Linked DNA regions of Zea mays: region 1 is linked to region 2. Evidence: chromatin contacts called from public Hi-C data. All regions are on one chromosome and are shown on one strand. Each heading gives the region's core, a stretch centred on a gene start, on an enhancer-like site or on the middle of the called end of the contact. The rest is flanking DNA. Distances are from core to core; before and after follow the strand shown. Region 1 overlaps LOC100191509. Region 2 holds the start of LOC100192733 (peptidyl-prolyl cis-trans isomerase-like 1).

Region 1 (6,010 bases), core at 3,417-5,916, 36 kb after region 2:
GGTTAGGGGTAGGGTTAGGGTTAAGGGTTCGGGTTTTGGGTTAAGGGTTCGGGTTTTGGGTTAGGGTTAGGGTTAAGGGTTATAGTTAGGGTTAGGGTTAGGGTTTAGGGTTAAGGGTTCGGGTTTTGGGTTCGGGTTTTGGGTTAAGGGTTCGGGTTAAGGGTTATAGTTAGGGTTAGGGTTAGGGTTTAGGGTTAAGGGTTCGGGTTTTGGGTTAAGGGTTCGGGTTTTGGGTTAAGGGTTCGGGTTTTGGGTTAGGGTTAGGGTTAGGGTTAGGGTTAAGGGTTATAGTTAGGGTTTAGGGTTAGGGTTAGGGTTAGGGTTAGGGTTTAGGGTTAGGGTTAGGGTTAGGGTTAGGGTTAGGGTTTGGGTTTTGGGTTAGGGTTTAGGGTTAGGGTTAGGGTTTTGGGTTGGTATTAACAATAAACGTACAAAGAAAGTAGCCACAGGCCTTGCGATCCCAGGACGCAAGTTCCATGGAAACGATATTCCAGATGATTATTGCAAAGTAGAAGTGACGACGGTCGTCCAAGGATCCGAGGACGACATGCTAGACATCCCTGGGCCCGAAGGTATCGAGAAACTTGGACAAGCTATCAAGAATTTTATCCTTTGGCCTCGAAGGGATGTCGAATTGCTTGATTGGTCGAATTCGTCGCAGGCCCAACCGTCTCCGCCTTCTCAAATTGCTGTTCCTATTGTACATCCATCATCACCTCCTCAAACTTCACATGCTGCTCCTCATCCTTTTTCTGACCCACCGTCTTCGCCACAAGCATCACCATTCAGGGCTCCACCACCTTCTCCTCCCCATCCTCTTGGTGACCCACTGTCTACGCCACCATCAAGGGATCCACCTTCTCCACAACCATCAAAGGATCCAAGGCCATCAAAGAAATCTAAACTTCCTATACCAAAATTGGTGTCCCCGTATCAAAAAAAGAAGAGTAAAGCTACTACTGCTGGCACAGCTCGGTTTTTGAAAGGGATTGGACGGAGCCTCACGTCACAAACTGTTGATTTGGCCAAGCACGAGGAGTCTGCAAAAAAGGCTGAGGCAATGTCCGCAAAGATAAAGAAGCCAACTAAGGCAGATTACAAAAACGTGCCTAAAAAATATGTGCCGGGCAGACCTCTGCTACCTCTTGAGAAACTAAGAAAGGTCCCGGCTGGTGTTAAAAGGTTGCATGACTGGTACATGCGGGCATCATCGGTTGGCATCGACACCATCAGTGTGCATATACCAGACCATGCTTTTATTGGTTCGGACCAAAAGGCCGTTGTTACATTCGAGGACATGTGGTTAATGATGAACCTTCAGAGACTCGACGTGCAACTTGTAACGATGTTTGCATTGTAAGTGTCGCTCATACTTCCACATATGTGTGTTATTATTAGTGAGCTGTATAAAATTTCAATATCTGACATGCACGTGTGACTTGCAGAATGCAACATGATCAGCAGGAGATTCTTTACGGTACCAAGCCCAATGCTAGTGCCAGTAAAAGGGTTGGGTATCTCAACCCAATACTTATATCCGAGGAAAGCCACACTTTTAGAATCGGGAAAGACAACGATGAAATACGGGGAAAGACGGACGAAGAAGTTGAGAAGCGTATAAAGGATATGAAGAAGGATTTTGAAGCTCGATACGCCACCTACATAGGACATGCAATGCTTCAATTTCAAGACAGGGAAGCCATAATGGCCCCGTACAACTTTAAGTAAGTGTGATTTTGCATAAATAAAATTAATAATTTCAATACACATGCATCACAAATTTGATTCGTACAGGGACCACTGGATATGCTTCCTCATTTATCCTAAGGTTGGAAAGGTGCTGGTGCTCGACTCCTTGAACTTCGACCCTTCGACATATGCAACATTCCTCAGCATCTTAGAGCTGTAAGCCTTTTCTATGCATGCATACTTTTATCGATTAAATTTGAGAATAACATGGTGGTTCTATTTGAGATCACAGGGCTTATAGATTCTATAAGATGAGAGGTGGAAAGTACGACCTGTCGAAAAAACTCGTGCCACTAGACATCCATCATCACTGGCCGGTAAGTATGTGATTTTATGAATACATATCATACACAATGTTGCAACTAAATAACCAATCTCTCGTTATGTAGTGCCACAAGCAACCACAAGGATCGGTCCTATGTGGATTCTATGCGTGCGAGTTCATGAGAGTGAACGGACGATACATCACGAACCCTGACAAGGTATTATTAGTAATAGTCAAGTATGTATTTATGTCATTAAAGATGCAAATGTGTTATTATTGAGTATAAATAGATGATGTTTATAAAATTCCTTTACAGCAATTTCAACGAGGAAACCCGGAGAACTTGACCGAAGCTGCATTGTATGGCATAGTCGAGGACCTCTACACATTCATATTGAAAGAGGTCATTCCCGCAGAAGGAAAATATCACGATGCTTCCGGAACATTAGCTTTGCCAGAGTTTAGAATACTAACAGAAATTAGTAGATTATCTCTTAGCCGAGATAGTTATTAGAGCTTAGGTGAAAACTTATGATGTATAGAATGCATGAAGGATATATGGTTGTAAACAGAATACTTTGATGTATATAAATGTATGATAGAATTTAATTTCATGTTGCTTTCAATATCAATATAGATCTATATATATATATATGTTTGTGTGTGTGTAAATAAATATATATATAATTCAGTATTGTTTGAAATTTTGAAAAAAGGCGGGAAAACTTCCACTGGCGGCTAAATAAAGAAAACCGCCAGTGAAAAGTGCATTTCCACTGGCGGTTTGCTTTATAAAACCGCCAGTGGAAATGCACTTTCACTGGCGGTTTTCTTTATTCAGCCGCCAGTGAAAATGCACTTTTCACTGGCGGTTCCAAAATAACCGCCAGTGGAAATGCTGATTTCCACTGACCCCTAGCACTGGCGGTACTGAAAAACGCCAGTGTAAATAGGTTTAGAACCGCCACTATAGAGCTTCTGTGTACTAGTGATAAAGACGCTTCGAAGACCACAACTTTGCCTTCTGGATCTGTTGTGGTCTCCAACCCAGGGGCATGCCCAACCCCATAGCAAAGTAACACAATTGCTCCATCTCCATGACTCGGCCCACTCTAATCCGCGATCGCCCAAACATAGGTCTCTCGACTCATGACGCATCGCCTCCCTGAGTAGCTCATAACTAGTGACAATGTGGCAGAGGGCATGGACTTTGAGGACGATGAACCGTCTGCTGAAACAGTGTACGTCTGTGGCGGTGGCTTCGTCATCGCATTAGTAACGCACTGTGGTGAGTCGCTGGTAGAACTTGATGAAGAAGTGGACGACATCATGTACTGGTGACGAGGTCGTGCGGTATGCTTCACTCACACACCAGTGCGGGCAAGGCCTCATGACGGAGTTCAGCGGCGCTTGTGGATATGAGGAAGAGGAAGCGATGCAAACGTATCGTGTAACACTAACCCTAACCGGGTGTTGCCTTATATAAGCCAGAAATGATGAAAATAATAATCAATTAATTAACAAATGTCATAAAAATGCCCCTAAATCGGATGATCGAGGGTAGCGTTCGAATCATTATCTAGTCTTCGGGATCGACTCATTAGGTTGAGCCTCGCCCTTAGGGGCTACTTTTGGGGAGAAAGTTGAACGGGAACCCGATCATTTGTCTGGTCGATACTGTCTAATCAGTCATCATACTTCTCTCCAATAAATGTGGATTCATTGAAGGCTATGAGGGCTACCATGAAGATTTCCCCATGTGAGGCAGACTCGTCATACGGTCGATCGAGTCTATGGCTGCTTGGCCCATCGAAGACTCCGAAGGCCATGGCAAGGACTTCGCTGGGAAGATCTTAACATGTGGACTCTGCTATCTACATCAAACATTCGTGGCTCGATCGAAGCCGTGGGCATGCTACCGAAGGCCTCACCGATCCAAGAGTGACTTAAAAGGCGATGGAGACTTTGGCCTTGTCACTTGGACAACGCATAAAATCATTGACGAAGGTTTTGAAGGCTTCCCCACTTAGGGGGCCAATGAATAACATCGAGGCCACAACAGGAGCATGGGCCCCTGTAGCTGAAGGAAGGTCTAGCTAGTCACAAATGGGTGTGCATTAATGTTGGTGCGGGTATGTAATTGGGTGTAATATAAGGTATGTAATGGTTCTTAAAATACACCGCTATAAAGGATATTCTTAAGATGTGACTGGTAACCAAGGACAAGTCTGTATTTTAGAGGGTGCCACATCCTAAGATGTGACAGGTAACCAAGGATAAGGCTGTACTTTAGAGGGCTACCCTTGGTTACCCCATAAATACCTATGTCTAGACAGTGTGAGAGGATGGCTAATAAGACATTTGAGAATCATTGTTCCATATCTAGCGTGCTATTACACGTTTGTCATCTCGTTGTTTGGGTCATTGTTGTCAGATCCCAACATTAACCCCTAAACCCTCCAATCGTCAATGGATAGATCCCTTAACCTTTGAACCTTAAGACTGTGTCCAGCAGTTCATTATATGGTCATTCAAAAAACTGTTTTATATTATAGACTGTAATATTCGTAGAATGAAGTTTAAATATGGGCCGATCATGCGGTGAGCTCCATGTCTCAACTGGCGATAAGGTAATGGGCTCATGGCCCACGGGTTTTTTTTTAACCCAAAGACAGATAAATTACTGGCCCTCAACGTTGAGCTAGAAGCGGCTGCTGCTCCGGCATGTTGGTCAGTAATCACGAGACTGATACGCACAAGGAAGTAAAATAGCATAATGACATCTATGTCGGTTAATCGACTCTTCAAGTTGTTTTACTGTCATATTTCTACTACATATACAACCGGGAACCCGCGCCTTCTAATGAAGCAACTTAAGTTACCATATCAAGAACCTACAGGGGCAAAGCCCTACAAATCGAACTTTATAAGACACATTTAATCACCTTACAGACCGCAAGTGTCAATAAATCAGACACCCGGAGCTTAACAACCCCTCCCTCTAAACACAGATGTTGCTAACATCACTCGACCTACAATATATCAGTATCGGTCTGCATCAATGGAGCGTGACACCGTTCTTGGTCATTGGCTGCTGTGACCATTTGATTCACATTTTGCAGCAGCGGGTGAACTGGGCGATCTCACACCATTCGCCATTGCTGGGGGCTGGTTATCTTCCTCCACGGTCGCGCTTGCTCTCTGCGCTTTCAGATCTGCAAGCTTCTCGGAGGTTTTGTCCGAGTCTGGCCCATTGGCAACAGGATGTTCCTCTAACAGTGCTAAGCGCCTGAGAGATGGTACGTCTCCGTCACAATACCTGCGCCACATGTCCATGTATGCAGCTTCCAGGCCCCGGGTGAATCTCTCTCCCTCGCAGACGGGCGACTTCATCATCAGCTCCCTCAGGGTCATCCTCAGTTCTTGCAAGGCATTCACATCTGATGCCAAATCCAACGCTAGGCTCACATACTCATCCTCAGTTTTGGCAACCAGCCTCCCCAACCCTGCAAAAAGGGGGGGGGGGGGGGGGGGGGGGGGGGGAGAGAAACGTCAACCCATGGACCATTATAACAAATACCATTTGGCAGTGGAAGGAAAATGGCCTTGTTTGATAGCTAGAAGATTTGCTAAATAGCTTAGTATGCTAAGTGTAAAAAAAATGAAAGCAGGCCATGGGAAAGTGAACCTTTGATACAACCTCTACACAGATGAAAATGTAGCATACAGTTACTTACCGACTTTGCTGAGCAAGCTGACACCAACGTTATGAGCATGAACAGCACCAGCCATTGTAACACATGGAACCCCCATGTATAAAGATTCACATGTAGTCGTAGTACCAGCATAGGGAAATGTATCCAGGCTGCACAAAGAAAGAAAACCATTCATATACTGTTTCAAGTAACACCATAAATGTCGTTTAGAGGAAAACTACCATAAACTCAGCCTGCAATCAATGACAGTACGACACAACTGCTCACCTGATGTCCATCA
Region 2 (6,014 bases), core at 3,204-5,703:
GACGGGCCCGAGGCCTACACCAACCCCGTCGTCTACAACCGCCTCCATGACTACACCGCCATGGCGCAGGAGGTCCATGGCCCAGACTATGATCCGAGCACCGAGCCTATCGACCCCGATGTGCTCATGAGGGTTGGAGGAGGCAAGAGACATGGGCGGTACTGGATTGCCGACGGGGCAATCGACTCGTCCTCCACTCCCACTCTGTCTCAGGTGAGAGCAAGGAGCACGGGCTCGAGCCCAGCCATTCGACCTCGGCACGACAGCTCACAGCATCGCATACAGCAGCTCGAGGTTAGTGCTTCTGTAACTCGTCCTTCCTTTAGTTATATACCTAGTCTTTGAGTTACTATAACGTTGGCTTGTAATATTACAGACCCAACTAGAAGAGATGGAGGCGAGGATAATGGCGGAGCGGGCGGCGGCTGATCAGAGGATGGCGGAGATGTTCCAGTACATGCGGAGCCTTGGCGACGCACAGGGCATCGCTCCGCCACCTCCATTGTTCCCCCCAGTTGACCCTACTCTCTTCCACACTCCTGTGAGTATCAAAATTGTAGTTAGATGTTTGTAATGCATCTGGTATAACACATGCTATCTCTTCTCTGTGCAGGGCCAATCTGGGGCGGCATCCAACAACCCTCCGGAAGGGTTCAGCCCAACGCAACCCCGGCCAAACCGCCCACCTCCATGAGTCATTGTTTTAGACTTCAGAACTTATGTATAATACTTATGTTTCTGTTTGATACTTATGTGAGAGCTTGCGACGTTTGAGACTTATGTTTGTGTTTAATACTTGTGTTGAACACTTATGTTTGTGATGGATATTTATGTTTGTGGTCACGGTTTTATGTTTGTGTTGGCTATTTATGTCTGTGATGATATCTGTGATGTATATATGTGATATATATGTGATATCTTCTGTTTGTGTGGATGGAAAACAAAAAACAAATAAAAAAGGTACATACTGGTCACTTTGCCGAGTGTAACACTCGGCAAAGAGGCTCTTTGCCGAGTGTCTGGGTCATAACACTCGGCAAAGAGCACAGACCTGGGCACCGGCTTAGGTTCTTTGCCGAGTGTTATGTCGCTGGCACTCGGCAAAGAGGTCGGCTTTGCCGAGTGCCTATTGGGACACTCGGTAAAGAGCCTGACATGGGGACCCTCCCTGGCGGGCTCTTTGCCGAGTGTCCCAACTGGCACTCGGCAAAGAAGGCGGCTTTGCCGAGTGCTGCCAGGAGGACACTCGGCAAAGATATCTTCGTTGCCGAGTGTCACCGTTGACACTCGGCAAAGCCGCCGTCTCCGTCAACCGGCGCTGTAACGGTCGCTTTTCTTTGCCGAGTGCTCCCTGACACTCGGCAAAGATATTTGCCGAGTGCCCGAGAAAAAGTACTCGGCAAAGAAGTCTTTGCCGATGCACTGTTTGCCGAGCCTTCTTTGCCGAGTGTTACACTCGGCAAAGCCTTTGCCGAGTGTTTTTAAGGCTTCGCCGAGTGCTTCCGGCACTCGGCGAAGCTATTGATTCCGGTAGTGTAAGGACAGAATACTCTAATGCTCTGTTTGGATGTCGATATTGGAGGGCATAGAATTGAATTGGGTTCAATACCAAATCAACCATGATATTGAAATGAGATATAGTAATTCCAATTCTATTGTTTGGATGTTACCGAATTGGAGTTTGGAATTGTGCGGTCTAATTCCATGCAATAAAGATGGGTGACGCTCAGTATTAGGAGAGGAAGTTTCTAGTTATAGTCCAATTCTAGGGAATTGGGTCTCTGATTCCAAATCTTAATTTTGTGTGCAACCAAACAACATAATTTAGGAAAGTTGATTACAATTTTTAATTTTGTGCTCCAATATCGACATCAAACAGGCTATAAAATTTAGAGTTGTATCAGGGGCAACAGCTGAAATCCCTCCTCCAAAGCCCCATGTACTGTCCTCTGCCTAGAGGTGTACATTTAGGACAGGTCTGGTGGCCCGAAGCATGAAAAAAACACGGTCCAAGCACGCACGAGCCGGAATATTTTCGGACTGGGCCAGCCCGAAATTATGCATCGGGCTAGGCTTGGGCCGAGGTCACTGCCCACGGGCGGGCACGAGCACGACCCGTTTACGGAGGCACAAAATAGCATATTTACAGGCACGAAAAGGCTCATATTCATTTGGTCACCCGCTTCTAATCATGTAAATCATCCACCCCGATTTAGCTAGTCGCATGATTGTTTAATCATGGAGATGAGGTGTCAACTACCAATTGGTTTCGTGTTCTTTGGTTTTTAATTATAAATCTTGAAATGTTAATATCTATTAAATGATATATGTGTTTTAAATTTCGGGCTTTGCCGTAAATTTTGGGCTTTGATGTGAATTTCGAGCTTTGATATGAATTTTAAGCCTTGTGCGAATTTCAGATATTTTACAGTTTCAGGCCGCCTAAAATAAACCCAACATATTTAGGGATGAAACCGGGACAGAAAAATCTCGTACCGACCGACATCGTATATCGTGTTAACCGATCGTATATCGTGTTTTCAGGAAAAACAGGAAACGGGAAAAAATACGGGAAATATGGACGGTAACACGAACGAAATCAGGAAGAGTTGTTTCTCGACCGGATTAACGGTTCCTGTATTGTATCCGGAATAATCATGTATGTGTTCCCATTTACGCTTGGCCCAAATGCGTGCTTCTGCTTGGCCCAGATGTGTGCTTGGCCCAAAGCCCCAAATGTGACCCTAGCTTACATGTGCCTGTGTGTGCTGCCGCCTGCCTGTGCCTGCTGCCGCCCACTGCCTGTGCGGCTGTGCCTATTGCCGCCCACTGCTTGTGCGGCTGTGTCTGCTGCCGCCCACCGCCCTTGGCTTGGCTCCTCTCTTTGTCCTCTATCGCTCTGTGTGCTGCTGTTGCGTCTGCGATTCACGTGTCGGCGTGCCGCGTGCGGCATTGCAGCTCAGCAGCTGCGGCCTGCGGGCTACCGGCTGGACGGCTGGTGGCTGAGCGAAGTAGCGGAAGCGGACAACGGCGGCCTGCTCCACGCACGGATGCACCAGCAGCAGGCCAGCGGCGGTCGAGCCCTACTCCATCGCTCGCCGGCGAGACAGGTACCGGTCGGCGGCTGCACTCCACATTCTCCACTCCTCTTGCTCTAACCTCTCCGCGTCTGGAAACAGGACTAGAACATGCCACCGACTGGGGCTGCTGCTGCCGATGGCTCTGCTGTTGGCTCGTCATCATCGGCATCCAAGGCCAAGCGCTTCATCCTGGATCCACCATTGCCGGTGGTGGTGCATAGCACCACACTTCCTACACCAAATCCAACATCAGGTAAAGCACTGCTCTGCTACACTAGTAGTTGTGTGTGTTCAGTATATAATGGTAGCTGTATGTACATGTATATAATGGTAGAAACATCTATTGATTTTTTGTCAGGATCTAAGCGATCAAGGTCAAAAAATATGTGCCAAAACCTTAGTGGTTCTGGTGCGGCAGCAACAAATGATGGATGTGGTAGTGGTTGTGGTGCAGATGATGTAGGTAGGGATACTTTGCCAAGTGGAGGTGGCAACGGTAGTGCTGCTGCCACAGCGGATGGAGGCGGCAATAGTGAACAAGCCATCAATATTGAGGATGATGTCCCTACTGGAAAAAGGCAGAAGAAATGCACATCTGATGTACGGCAGTACTTTACCAAGAAGAGGTTGGTCATTGAGGATAATGGGAAGACATACGTTCAGTTGTGGGCTCATTGCAGCTGGCCAAGATGTAAGCACAAGGGCCGATGTGAGAGCAATTATGGAATAACTGGATTTTGGACACATTTGAGGGTGGCACATAGTATAGTGAAAGGCCAGCAGCAACTTGCAGTTGAAAAAATGGGGGGAAAGACATCAGTGTTGTGGTACCATATAAGTTTATGTTGCTGCCATATATGAATATATGTTGCCTTCCATACGTTGTAGGACGATGATGTCATAGACATTGATGAAGGAGATATAGATGGGCTAAATGCAGATGATCAGAGCTACTTTGACATGTAGAGGTAGGTTCTGGTGCTGGCTGCTGGATAGTGGATACTTTTGGACTTGTCACTTGTGAATTTTGGTTGCTGGATGCCTAGATAGTGGATACTTTTGGACTTGCCATATACTTTTGGGCTTTTGGTTGTGGACTGCTAGTTTACTAACACTGGTAGGTACTAGTACTAGGCTACCAGCATACTACTCTCTGCTGTTGGGCACTTGGGCCGTCCGAGTATGTCTTTGGGTAATATGTGGACCGAGTAATATACTAATATGGACATGGATCTTGCGTATTGTGCAATGAATGTGTTGGTTGTTGGGCTGCTTGCCCGCTTTCTGTAATATTTATTATGCAATGAATGTCTTTGGGGTTGTTAGTCTTGGATCATAGTCATAGGGTCATAGCCTGCAAATGTTTCTTTTTCGTGTTACCGATTCCCGATCATAATCGACTCGTTCCTGATTGAACATGTTCCGTTCCCGATATCTTGTAATATCGGTTTCGTTATTTCGTCCAATATTCTCGTTCCCGTTTCTGATTTCGGCAAAAAAAAATACAGTAACGGTAATGGTTTAAGTATTTTCCCGACCGTTTTCAATTATTTTCAAGCTTAAATATATTTAACCAATAACATATCGAGCTATATGCTGAGTATTAAATCCATGGACATATAACCTGTAATAATTACTGATCGACCTGAAATTTAACCGTTCGGTGTCTTTTCCGGCTTGAGCGGGCCCGGCCCGGATGTACACCCACACAAGCCCGGACAGACCTGCCTCGCTTCTCGTCTCCCGTCTCCTCCGCGTTCCCGCTTTCCACCCGCCGCCGCCGCCGCCGCCCACCTTACCGTCCCCTGCCCCTTGCCCAGCATGTGGGGTAGCACCGACGGCGGAACGCCGGAGGTCACCCTCGAGACCTCCATGGGCGCTGTCTCTGTTGAGGTACCTCCCCTCTCTCCTCTCGGTTGCATCTCCTCTCTTCCCACTTCTCGCTTTGCACTGGGCCCTGCACTTCTACTTCATGATTGATGCTGATGGTCACTCGATCCGTAGATGTACTACAGGCACGCGCCCAAGACTTGCCGGAACTTCGTCGAGCTCGCGCGACGTGGCTACTACGACAACGTTATCTTCCACCGCATCATCAAAGTCTCTCCTGAGTTTCCTATTTCGTGTTGACTGATCTTAGTTTGCTTGTTGTCAATATCTGATATTGGTTACGTAATGAGTGGTTGCTGTTTTTGTTGCTGCTTAGGATTTCATTGTGCAAGGTGGGGATCCTACAGGAACCGGCAGAGGTGGCGAGTCCATCTATGGGTGAGCAGTCTGTTGACCATAGTCCCCCTCCACTTGATTTATCTTGAATCAACGACTACGTTGTTCCCATAGTTATTTGAATGCTAGCTGCGGTAACAGTAGATGTGTACCCAGGATTCAATTGGGTATAAAGCATGGTGTTGGGAAGGATTTTTTAGAACATTTCAGTGGCCACGTTCCCACTGATTTTGCCCGCCATCAATGTGTGTTATTGTTTGATTAACGATTGCATCGTCACATTAGTAGAGTGAATGCTAGCTTACAACAGAATTAGGTGGAGCATTAGAAAAATTAACTACTCTGCTTGTACAACATTTCAGTGGCCTTAATACCACTGTTCTTTGGCTGCTAGCTTGGGTAAAAGCTAATTTGCTAGACAGCTGGTAAGATGTTTCTTTTCTAGGGACATATGTAAGATGAAATTGTGTCTGCTATTCATTCTCTTTAGCTTTAAACTTGTGATCCTGTCTAAGATTAGCGCTCTTGCTGCTGTTGCTTTCTTTGCAGAGCAAAGTTTGAGGATGAGATAAAGACTGAGTTAAAGCACACTGGGGCTGGAATTCTGTCCATGGCAAATGCTGGCCCAAACACGAATGGAAGCCAGTTCTTCATAACTCTTGCCCCTTGTCAGTCACTTGATGGTAAGGATAAGCATCTGCTTTGTCT

The links. Hi-C and Micro-C count contacts between places; a contact is called where the count stands out from the background.
Region 1: a contact with region 2 is called in a Hi-C map of ear, with 2.3 times the contacts expected there. The contact joins the enhancer-like site here to the promoter of LOC100192733 in region 2. A contact is called at or near these places in 4 of 25 Hi-C or Micro-C datasets (ear, leaf and an unstated tissue).

Annotation. Positions count from the first base shown.
Region 1 is chr1:209,286,960-209,292,969 of Zm-B73-REFERENCE-NAM-5.0, forward strand. It overlaps LOC100191509, which reads right to left. Exons shown (of 18, transcript NM_001365493.1): 16 at 5,998-6,010; 17 at 5,752-5,879; 18 at 4,880-5,520. The coding sequence ends at 5,099. Among protein-coding and RNA genes, the nearest start is that of LOC100191509, 8.4 kb to the right of the region's middle. Within about 2 kb of position 4,667, at least 9 of the 20 cell types and tissues checked have an H3K27ac peak or open chromatin away from gene starts, as enhancers often do. A contact at or near this core is called in ear, where this site is marked.
Region 2 is chr1:209,251,545-209,257,558 of Zm-B73-REFERENCE-NAM-5.0, forward strand. It overlaps LOC100192733 (peptidyl-prolyl cis-trans isomerase-like 1), which reads left to right and starts at 4,454. Exons shown (of 6, transcript XM_020546665.3): 1 at 4,454-4,973; 2 at 5,085-5,180; 3 at 5,287-5,348; 4 at 5,856-5,989. The coding sequence starts at 4,902.